3 separate regions of the Mus musculus genome follow, and all the other regions are linked to region 1. A link is a contact called in public ChIA-PET and promoter capture Hi-C data. All regions are on one chromosome and are shown on one strand. Each heading gives the region's core, a stretch centred on a gene start, on an enhancer-like site or on the middle of the called end of the contact. The rest is flanking DNA. Distances are from core to core; before and after follow the strand shown. Region 1 holds the start of Ly75 (lymphocyte antigen 75). Region 2 overlaps Baz2b (bromodomain adjacent to zinc finger domain, 2B). Region 3 holds the start of Baz2b (bromodomain adjacent to zinc finger domain, 2B).

Evidence for each region. ChIA-PET counts read pairs in DNA pulled down with a chosen protein or histone mark. Capture Hi-C pulls out chosen DNA fragments and counts their contacts.
Region 2: a contact with region 1 is called in an RNA polymerase II ChIA-PET map of memory CD8 T cells, with 55 read pairs. The contact joins the enhancer-like site here to the promoter of Ly75 in region 1. A contact is called at or near these places in 1 of 39 promoter capture datasets (liver), 3 of 115 datasets of contacts at active chromatin or transcription factors (effector CD8 T cells, embryonic stem cells and memory CD8 T cells) and 2 of 9 other capture datasets (macrophages and pancreatic islet).
Region 3: a contact with region 1 is called in a promoter capture Hi-C map of liver. The contact joins the promoter of Baz2b here to the promoter of Ly75 in region 1. A contact is called at or near these places in 1 of 484 Hi-C or Micro-C datasets (embryonic stem cells), 3 of 115 datasets of contacts at active chromatin or transcription factors (effector CD8 T cells, memory CD8 T cells and neural tube) and 2 of 9 other capture datasets (adipose tissue and liver).

What each region holds. Positions count from the first base shown.
Region 1 is chr2:60,381,616-60,384,810 of GRCm38.p6, forward strand. Ly75 (lymphocyte antigen 75) reads right to left here and starts at 1,658. Exons shown (of 35, transcript NM_013825.4): 1 at 1,523-1,658. The coding sequence starts at 1,616.
Region 2 is chr2:60,017,655-60,020,849 of GRCm38.p6, forward strand. All of the region lies in intron 2 of Baz2b (bromodomain adjacent to zinc finger domain, 2B), which reads right to left. Among named protein-coding and RNA genes, the nearest start is that of Gm13572, 18 kb to the right of the region's middle. Within about 2 kb of position 1,682, at least 140 of the 459 cell types and tissues checked have an H3K27ac peak or open chromatin away from gene starts, as enhancers often do. A contact at or near this core is called in effector CD8 T cells, macrophages and memory CD8 T cells, where this site is marked.
Region 3 is chr2:60,124,275-60,127,469 of GRCm38.p6, forward strand. It overlaps Baz2b (bromodomain adjacent to zinc finger domain, 2B), which reads right to left and starts at 1,466. Exons shown (of 36, transcript NM_001001182.3): 1 at 1,189-1,466.

The sequences.
Region 1 (3,195 bases), core at 408-2,907:
GAGTTCCCATTGCTGTGATAAACACCACAACCCAAAGCAGCTTGAGGAGGAGAGAGTTTGCTTCAATTTACAGTTTCACAGCAGACTCTGTCATCAAGAAGTTAGGGCAGAAACTCAAGGCAGGAACGGAAACAGAGGCCATAGAGGATTGCCTTGCTTCCCATGGCTTGGCCAGTCTGCTTTCTTAGACCATCCAGGCCCACCTGTCCCTGGGTGGCCTCGCCCACAGTCTGCTGGGCCCTCTACAGACTTGCCTATAGGCCAATCTGATGGAAGAATTTTCCCAATCAAGGTTCCTCTACCAGATGACAGTAGCTTGTGTCAGGTTGATGACAAACAAACAAACAAACAAACAAAAAACCAACAGGGACATTTGGATATTAAGGGAATCTTAAAATTTGTGAAGGAAGCAAAACAGGACTCCCAGATGTAGGTAGAAACCAAGAGAGAAGTGATTGGAAGTTAGCATGCTCTCTGCTGTAAACTGCTGCAGGTAGAGTTTTCTCCTCGGATTATGCAACAGACAGAATTGAGCTCTCATATCACTAAAAGATTCTACTATATTACTTCCTTTGGTTGTTCCAGTGCAGAAGGTCAAAGGACCATTGAGAAGAGTCGGTCAAGACAGGACTCATTAAAGGGTAGGTTGATGACACCTAGTCTTGCAGAGCACTCTTTCCATAACTCTGGACACCATCTACATCAGAAAGTAAGTAAGCGTAGCTCCAAAGAAAGCCAGAGGCACACTCAGAACTTCCTAAAACACATCTTGACCACCTTTTCCTTCTTCACACCGGTGAGATAGCAGAAGTAGCTGGTGAATGTTTGCAGCCTATAGGCTGCCATTTATATAGTCCAGTTAAATAAAAAGGTCCTTGGCACACCTTTCGTTGAAGCAAAAAGAGAAAGTAAAAGCAAAACTCTAACTGCTAAGTGGGATGGTGCTGCTGGCACTACGTGAGCTTTACAGAAGGCATCCTTTCCCCACTGACAGGAAGTGACCTGCACTTCTGTTAGGGGCCAGCTGAGTTGGGGAGCATTTGGAAATAATAACCAGATTAGATGAGCCTCTGCTCATGGGGACTGGGAAGGGCATCCTAATACTCCTTCCTGGCTGACTTCTGGGGACAATGGTTGAACCTGATTTCCTTTTCCTTGCGTTAAGTGGGCACAGTAAAGTCGTGATGGCTGGGAGTCCTTGTGGTGTTGGGTGAAGGCTCATCATTGTCCCGGAGGTTCCAAGACGACCAAGGGGCGACAGGGATGTAAAAGGAGGTGGTGAACCTCAGGAAAGCATGATTTCAGGGGACAGTGGAGGACCAAGGGGCAGAAAAGTCTCTGGGAAAGAGCTGTGGGCCTCTTCTAGGCAGAGGGTCCCTCCGCACCACATGGCCTTGCCCGCTGCTCTCCTAGGCCAGACCTCCCTACTTGTCTGCTCCAGAGACACAGAGAGCAAAGCGATCGCGACCCGACCCGAAGGAGGCAAATGCTCAGAGCAGCAGCGTCGAGGTCGCCCGGTTACCTGAGCTCTCAGAAGGCTCCACAAGCCCGAAGGACCGCAGCAACAGCAGGAGTAGCCCCGCCGCCAGGCCCGGGGTCACCCGGCCCGTCCGCATCTCCAGTCCCAAGCCTCTCCTGCCCGCACCGGCTTCAGCGGTGAGCCCCGCCGGCCTCACCACGCCTCTGGGGCAACCTCTGAGGCGCGCAGACCCCGCCTCCGCCGCGCTCGGCCAATCAGAGCTCCGCTTTGGGTCCCGGGCCCAGCGGAGGCTTTGCAGGAGTCCCCACCCACCCAAGGCAGACCTCTGCGAAGGCTCGGGACCTCCAGAAGGCGGGAGGAGTGCACAGGACAACCACAGGGTTTGGGAGTCCACTCCCCATCTTCTTAAGCAAATTTGGGGAAGTGCGGCTCTGTCAGTGTAGCATTTGTCCTTCCTTGTAGAGAGACAAGGCGGTGAGCTAGGGCTTCGGACCTTGGCTGGTTGGAAATGTGCACACAACCACGTGGGGTCACTATGGACCGCGGGGTGGGGGGGTGGGGGTGGGGAGTGCACACTTGGATATGCGGTGACCTCAGTTGTGCTTAACAACATCATAGTCATTTTGGAAGTATGAGTAAAGGTGGAGTAAAGGAACGTTGGGGGGTTGACCTGAAATTGTCAACCCATATTAAACGTGACAGTTATTCCAGCAATTGTACTACTTTTAAGGAGATTTAACTATTGGACCTTTGCAGAGTTCTTTTTTTCCCCCCATTAATAATCTAGTAGTAACAATCTATTTGAAATGTGGAAGTCTGCACCCAGAATCTGAAATTCAAGCCCATTTATTCTGTCCCTTGGACAACGCTACCACAAATAGGACAAGTTCCAAACTAACTAACTTGCCTAGAAGTGAAAATTTTTTGAAATATTTATTGAGTATAGGGTACTTGAGATAGCTCTCATCCCTGTTCCTCAAAGGTGGCTATTATCCTCAGGATTTGTCTAGGTCTACTTTCCAAGTTCCAACTGCCCAGGTGGTTCTAAACTCATCCTGGTACCATACTTCTCCTCCCATGCTTTGGCCTTTGTGTTTAGTGGCTACACAGAGCACTTAGCATAGTAAAGAGGCACGCCTCGATTGCCTTCTGGCCTTATGGAAGAGTTGAAGCCTACACAATAACTTGGGCAAAGTGCACAGGAGGATCAGACAGAGCATCCAGAAAGGTAACTGCTCAACCGGAACTGGAGAGATGGCCGGGGTTTGGGGATGGGGGAGTAAAACAGAGGCAAAGAATGCAAAGTGAGCTTGGAGATCCAGTGTGACTGATAGTAGGAGAGAGAGAGAGAGAGAGAGAGAGAGAGAGAGAGAGAGAGAGAGAGAGAGAGGGATGGAGGGACAGAGGGAGAGAGAGAGAGAGAGAGAGAGAGAGAGAGAGAGAGAGAGAGAGAGAAGGGAGGGGGAGGAAGCAGTTTCGCGACCTTAAGATCCAGACAGTAGAAAGCATTAGCCCAGCACCTGCCGTTTCTGCAGCTGCAAGCCCTTGCTTTGGAGCCCACCTGACTTGAAGCTCCTTGAAGATGGTGGCTGTCTTTACAAAGATACTTTTTAACTTTAGGGGAGGGGTTTGAGGCTTTCAGGAGAGTTTCAAAGAAGACAATGACCCCCAAAGAAAGCTCCATCTAAGATAAAGCAAGTCCCTCTGCCCTGTGA
Region 2 (3,195 bases), core at 432-2,931, 360 kb before region 1:
CACTATCATTGTTTAATAATCAACAGCAGAGTGCCGAGACAATTTCCTCCCGGCTTACGTTTAAACTTTCCTCTAGTAATGAATGGACGTCTTGGCCTACCACAGCATCTGTTTGTTTGTTTGTGTGTTTGTTTGTTTTTCTGGGCAGGGTTCCTCTGCATAACCCTGGCTATCCTGTAATCCCAGTGCCTCCTCTGGGATTAAAGGCTCAGACCACCACCTCAAGGCCCTACCATACATTCGTAATTCTTGATTCTCACATAAGTTATCCAGAACAAATTAAAAATGGCATAGGTAAGAAACACAAACACATATGCGTACACATGGAACTTGTGTGTGCGCGCTCACACATACAGAGAGAGAGAGAGAGAGAGACTCAGTGAATTATTCAATAGTATTAAGAAACTTGAAGAGACATCAGTAAAAAATGAGAATACACATTTATCAGCAAAGACTTGAGGGCATATGGGTGAATAGCAGGTTCCAACTTTCTCAGTAATCGTCTTGGATGGAGAGGTTGGAGGACACAGAGCTGATATCTTAAGGTATAGACAGAATGGCTGCAGAATTTACATTTTTCGCTAAACACATAAACCTGATGATACAAGAACCCGAGAAAACTTGAGGCTGAATAAATTCATAGAAAAGCTGAACTCTAGACAGAAATAAGGAATTTTCAATGAAATGTACACCTTTCATCAAATGGATTCAAGCTTCACCATTCAGGAAAAGCTACTACTTTGGGGAGAGAACCAGAAAAATAATCTGTTTTGTTTTGTTTTGCTTTTTCCTAGACAGTAAGGTAAGAGCTTCAATTAAACTACTGGTTTTTCCTTGTTTTGCTTTTTAGGGCAGAGTATGATTCTTAACTTTTCCCGAAGTTTCATAAATACTAGGGATTAATATGGAGCAAAAACCCTTTTTCTTAGTTCTTTTTGTGAATATTACACATTTACTTATTGCTAAGCTCCATAGCTGAAAAGAGTGAATCAAAACAGATAAAACTTTAAAATGAGACCTGTAAGGTAGTCAAATCTCTCCCTTGTCACACTTTCTAGTTTAAGCCTTAGGGTAAGCAGACTATTTCGCAGGAAAGTTTATACCACAGTAGTCGAAAAATAGCGGCAGAATCCGTTCACACACTAAAGTTTACTAATGTGGATGCGTCTGATCTAAGCACAACCAAACCTTACCAAAATGAATCAAATTCTCTCCATCTACTGCAGCCATCTGGTGCTGTCAGTATCACGTCACTCTCTCCAGTTTTGTTCTTGCCTGACTGGTCATCTCACACCCCTCTTCTCCTCATCTTTGGTACAGACTCGTTGTGATGGTACAACCTTACTCCTCCCCATAGTCACGAAAGAACCACAAGCTTCTTGGGCTGGGGCTCTTGTGATTTTCCTTTCCACACTGCAGGGCACTGAGCCCAGGGCCAAGTGCACGCTGAACTCACTAAGTTATGCCCTCAGCTTCTCAAAACTGCGTATTCTCCAAGCAGACTACGACCACAGCTGGAGTCACCTACCAGCTCATTCACTCCATTCCCAAAACCTTACCTTAAGCCCTATTGCATTGGCCTGTGTTCCCTCCCCTGCCTTACACCCACACGTCAGATTCTTCACTGTCCCTCAAAACTCAGCGTTTATCTGACTACCCAAGAGGAAGGTCTCTGTGCCCACATCCTCGGTACAGTGACAACAGAAAACAGGAAGAAGTCAGTTCCCCAACCGTCACTGCACTGGGCATGTTTTATCTGACTACAATCATGAACTTGGATAAATATGTCTAACAATCTGGACCCTTATATGAGTAGAGCTGGGTTTGTAATGCTATAGAACATCCTGACTAAACCTAACTCAGGGAGTCAAGGGTTTATTTTGCCTTACAAATCTAGATCACAGTCTATCATTGAGGGGAGTCAGAACAGGAACTCAAGGCAGGAACTGAAGCAGAGGCCTTGGAGGACTGCTTTCTTCTAGCATTCACCCCCTGAACTGCTCAGCCTGCTTCTTAGACCACACAAGACCACCTGACCAGGGGTAGCACAGCCCCAAGTGGAATGGGTCCACACACATCAACCATTAATCAAATAAAACAAAACAAAAAACAAAGGGGCAGAACTCGCACAATCTTACCCACAAGGCACTCTAGTAGGCGCATTTTCTCAACTGAAGGCCAATCTATCGGAGGCAACTGTCCTCCAACTGAGGCTCCCTCCTTGCAGATGTCTCTAGTTTATGTCAAGGTGACACAAAAAGTAGCCAGTACATGTCTTATATTCTTGGGAACATCTTAGGTGTGTGTACTCTTATTTATGCATCTTAAACTAATATTGTACTTGAGTAGAAAAGAGGAAGTGAGCTATTTTCTGTTTCTTGACTACAAGCACACTGCTTCAAGCTCCTCCCCCTAGGTTCCCCACACACCATGGATCCTTCTCCTTTCTCTCTCTTCTTCTAAGATTTATGTATTGTATTTATATGAGTACACTGTAGCTGTTTTCAGACACACCAGAAGAGGGCATCAGATCCCATTACAGATGATTGGGGGCCACCATGTGGTTGCTGGGAATTGAACTCAGGACCTCTGGAAGAGCAGTCTGTGCTCTTAACTGCTGAGCCATTTCTCCAGCCCCTCTTTTCTCTCTTAAGTGACTCTAGTCAAGGTAATTTATTATAGCAAAAAAAAAAAAGTAGCCAAGATCTACTGTAACATCTGCTGCTGCTGTTATTATTAAGATGTAAAATCCTGACAGGGGAATTGGTATTCTCTCAAGTCTATGCTAGAATGGCCACACGTTGTACAAGGAAAATGAGTAAATAAAAGTAACTATAGCATTTTTAATAACACCACACCAACACTTTCAGTTCAAACTCACAAAACAAACTTTTATTTTTATAACTACAGTCCTTATTTTTAATTTGCCAAAAATCTCAGTTCAGACACACACACACACACACACACACACACACACACACACACACAGTTCTTGATACTTTTTAGAAGTCAATCCATTACCACCTGTTAATCTTACAATCAGCAACCAACAGCTTCAGAATAAGTACAGCTACATTAACACAGTAAACACAGTGCTTTTGACCCTCAGAATATATATGAATGTGAGTACACTGTTGGTCCCTTCAGACACACCAGAAGAGGGCATTGCATCCCATTACAGATGGTTATAAAACA
Region 3 (3,195 bases), core at 216-2,715, 260 kb before region 1:
AAACATGGTTTTGCGATCCGTTCTGAATGCAAAATACAAAAATAAAGTGCACAACTTATCACTAGCCTCTAAGTTACACGATTCCGAAAAACGAGAAAATTTTGAGGAAAACAAAAAACCACTTTGGGGAAATTTTCTTGATAAAAGTTTACATGACGTCACATGGCCCCCTGAACCGTTCCTAACTTTGAGCCTTATCCAGGCACACTTTTTTTCATTTCTATGGCTCCTTTCCCTTCCTTAAAAATTAAAAGAGACAGACAGACTTGGGAATAAAAATTGCCCAAGATGGCGAAACGCTTGTTGTTTAGAGGGCAGGGGGAAAAATGGAGGATATTGTAATATACACAAAGGGATAAATTTCAACAACTCGGCCACGGACTGCAGCTGCTTCTCGCTTCACAAGGAAACAACACACAAAAGATAAACACGGAGGAGAGGGGAAGAGGAGCCAGCCCCCACCCCGCGGGGCCGGCTCCGAGTCCCGGCACACTTCCTAGCCTTTCCCGATCCCAATTCTGGGGTTCGCGGAACTACTTTAGGGGAGGGGAGCGGGGCGTCGCGGGGGAGGGAGGACGCGGAGCCCGAGGACCCGGAGCCCAGCCCGCCAGGCCGCCGCGGCCCCAGGACGCCCGGAGCCCTCCCGGAGCCGAGCCGCCCGGTACCCGCCGCCCGGGGCCGCGGCCCCACCCCCACCCGGCTCCGGAGCCCCAGCGGCCTGGCGCGGTTCGGCGGGAGCGAGGCTGCGGGCCCCGGGCGGAGGCGGGGGCGGCCAGGGCCCGGCGCCTCGGGAGCTGCCCCGCGGGGCGCCGCAGCGGGCCGGGCTGGAGGACGCCGCGAGGCCGGCGGCGAGGGCGGCGGGCACAATGGAGGGACGAGGCCCGCCCGGCCGCTCGCTCGCCCGCCCGCCCGCGCCCGCACTCCCAGCAAAGTTTCCGTTCCGCGGAGCCCGCACCCCCCACACACACACCCCGCCCGGTACCAGGGCCCCGCGCCCCGCGCCCTCCGCCCGGGACTCTAGTCGGGACCCCAGAGCCACCGCTGCGTCGCAGCCGCACAACAAAGAGCCACACCGGGCGGCGCGGGTAAACAGCGGCGGGCGCCTCGGGAGGGCTCCAGCCCGCAGCCGCCGCTCTCCGCCCGGAACCCACCTCGCCCGCACCCCCGCACCCCGGCTCTCAAACTCACCTTCACTTTCGAACTGAGTTGCGGGGGAAGGGATTTTCGCCCTTCCCGGGTGCGGGTTAAGCTTTTCGGAATCCCCACCGCCTCCTTATTTCTCTTCTAATTCCTGCCAGAAAGTCTAGGGAGTTGGAGTGGAGGTGAGATCCGTGATCGCGAAAGCCCTGGCTCCCTCCGTCCCCGTCTTCCGCCGCTCGCTCTCTGATTAGTTCCTATCCAGCAGCAGATTGAAGCAGGAGATGATTCTTCTCAAGGTTTGTTCAGCAGCTTCACTTCTAGGCGAAGGCTTCATGAACCAAGTGACGTCAACCAACAAGGCTTCTCTCTCTCTCCTCTCTCTAACAATGAAAGTTGCTGTTAACAAGGGAAAAAAGAGCGAGAGAATTGTTTATACCATTTCAGTTCCAATAATAAATGACCTATCAGCTCTAAAAGGAGCCAAGGGAGGGGGCTGCTTCTTCATTCCAAGAATACTGTATCTTTGAGTTTGCACCGCTCCTCGTCCCAAGAAAAAGTTAAGAAACTTACATGTTTTGTTTTGCTTTTCGGGGGGCGGGGAGGGGGGGACAGAACTGAATACTTAATTTAAAAAAAAAAAAACTTAAACGGACTGTTAGGGAACACAGATAAGCCATCTCCACCAACTTTTATGTTTGTAAACTAGGAATTGTGTTGGAGTCTACACGCTAAATTAATATGCCAAGAATTTGTGCATGCTAGGGCTTTAAAAAGCAGGGCGCAAGGCGATCTCAAGGTAAACTACTAATGCTTTTCCATGGACGAATTTAAATGCTTGTGATGTTCATGGTGTGAATCAATAATATTCAAATGAATAAACACTAAGTTCTTTTACAGTTATTTGTATAATCTGTAAGCCGTAATCTCATTTTTTTTTCTAGTTTCGGTTAAGAAAAAAAAAAAAGCTAGTTAAACTGTAAGAACTAAACACTTTAAAAGACTAATAGCCCATTACCAACTAAACGTGCTGTGCTCCATCAGAGCCCCAGAATGTCAGCTGGCTGTCTCAATTTTTAACCTTCCACTCCCCAATTCCCTTCAACCAATCAAGTTAAACTAAAGGCAAAGAACACCCCGTTCCCTCCAACAGTGTACCCGCAGTCTCCTAAAAACGAGTTAAAAAAAAAAAAAAAACCCCTTAACCTAGGTACACGTTATTACCCACGAAGACAAAAAGGTCATTTAAAATATATATATATTAAGGTGTTTATTAAGAACACAATAAACTCTTGAAGTTTGTGTAATTACAAATTAGATAATTTAGTTTTCAGAATGAAGACCAAGTAAAAATGTAGTTCTCAGAGAATGATTTGCCCATGTATTATTTTATGCGTGCATATGTGGCTAGATGTATCCTAAAAGATGCTATTGTTTTATGTTTCCTCCTCAGCCACTGGCTGTGATTTTAATTGTGCTGGAGGATCTTCATTAGTATTAACACATGGGGAGATTTCACAAAGCTGCTTCATTAGGAAGGAAAAAAAAGCTGGCAGACTAGGTCTTTTTGCATGCTCTGAGAATGTCAGCCTTACCTCGGTCATTTGTAACATAATAAGTGCAAGTACAATGATTGCGAGGCAGGAGCGTGGGGGAAGGGCGGCGATGCTGCTGTCTAATAGGGGCATCTGAAAAGACGGCTGCTCATTACATAGTAATGTATGCTAAAAATTAGTGAAGATGATGTCTCGGGAGACTGATGCTAAATAAATTAATGTGCTGATATGTTTTTAATTATTATTTTTGTAGTAGTTTATTTCAATCTTAGGATTCACATTGAGCAGCAGAGCTGTGCGAGCACTTATTGATTTTTTTTCCCTGCCACATTCCCGGAATACAGATTTTAATCATTTCACTACACCACACTCAGTAATTTCATTAAAACCTGGAATCTTCCATCCCCAGAAAAGCATTTAATTTCAATGACATACAATTTCTCTTTTAGCAGCAGACTGTCTCTCTAGTAAAGCTGGCCTAAGGTTCAAATGCATGATTTAA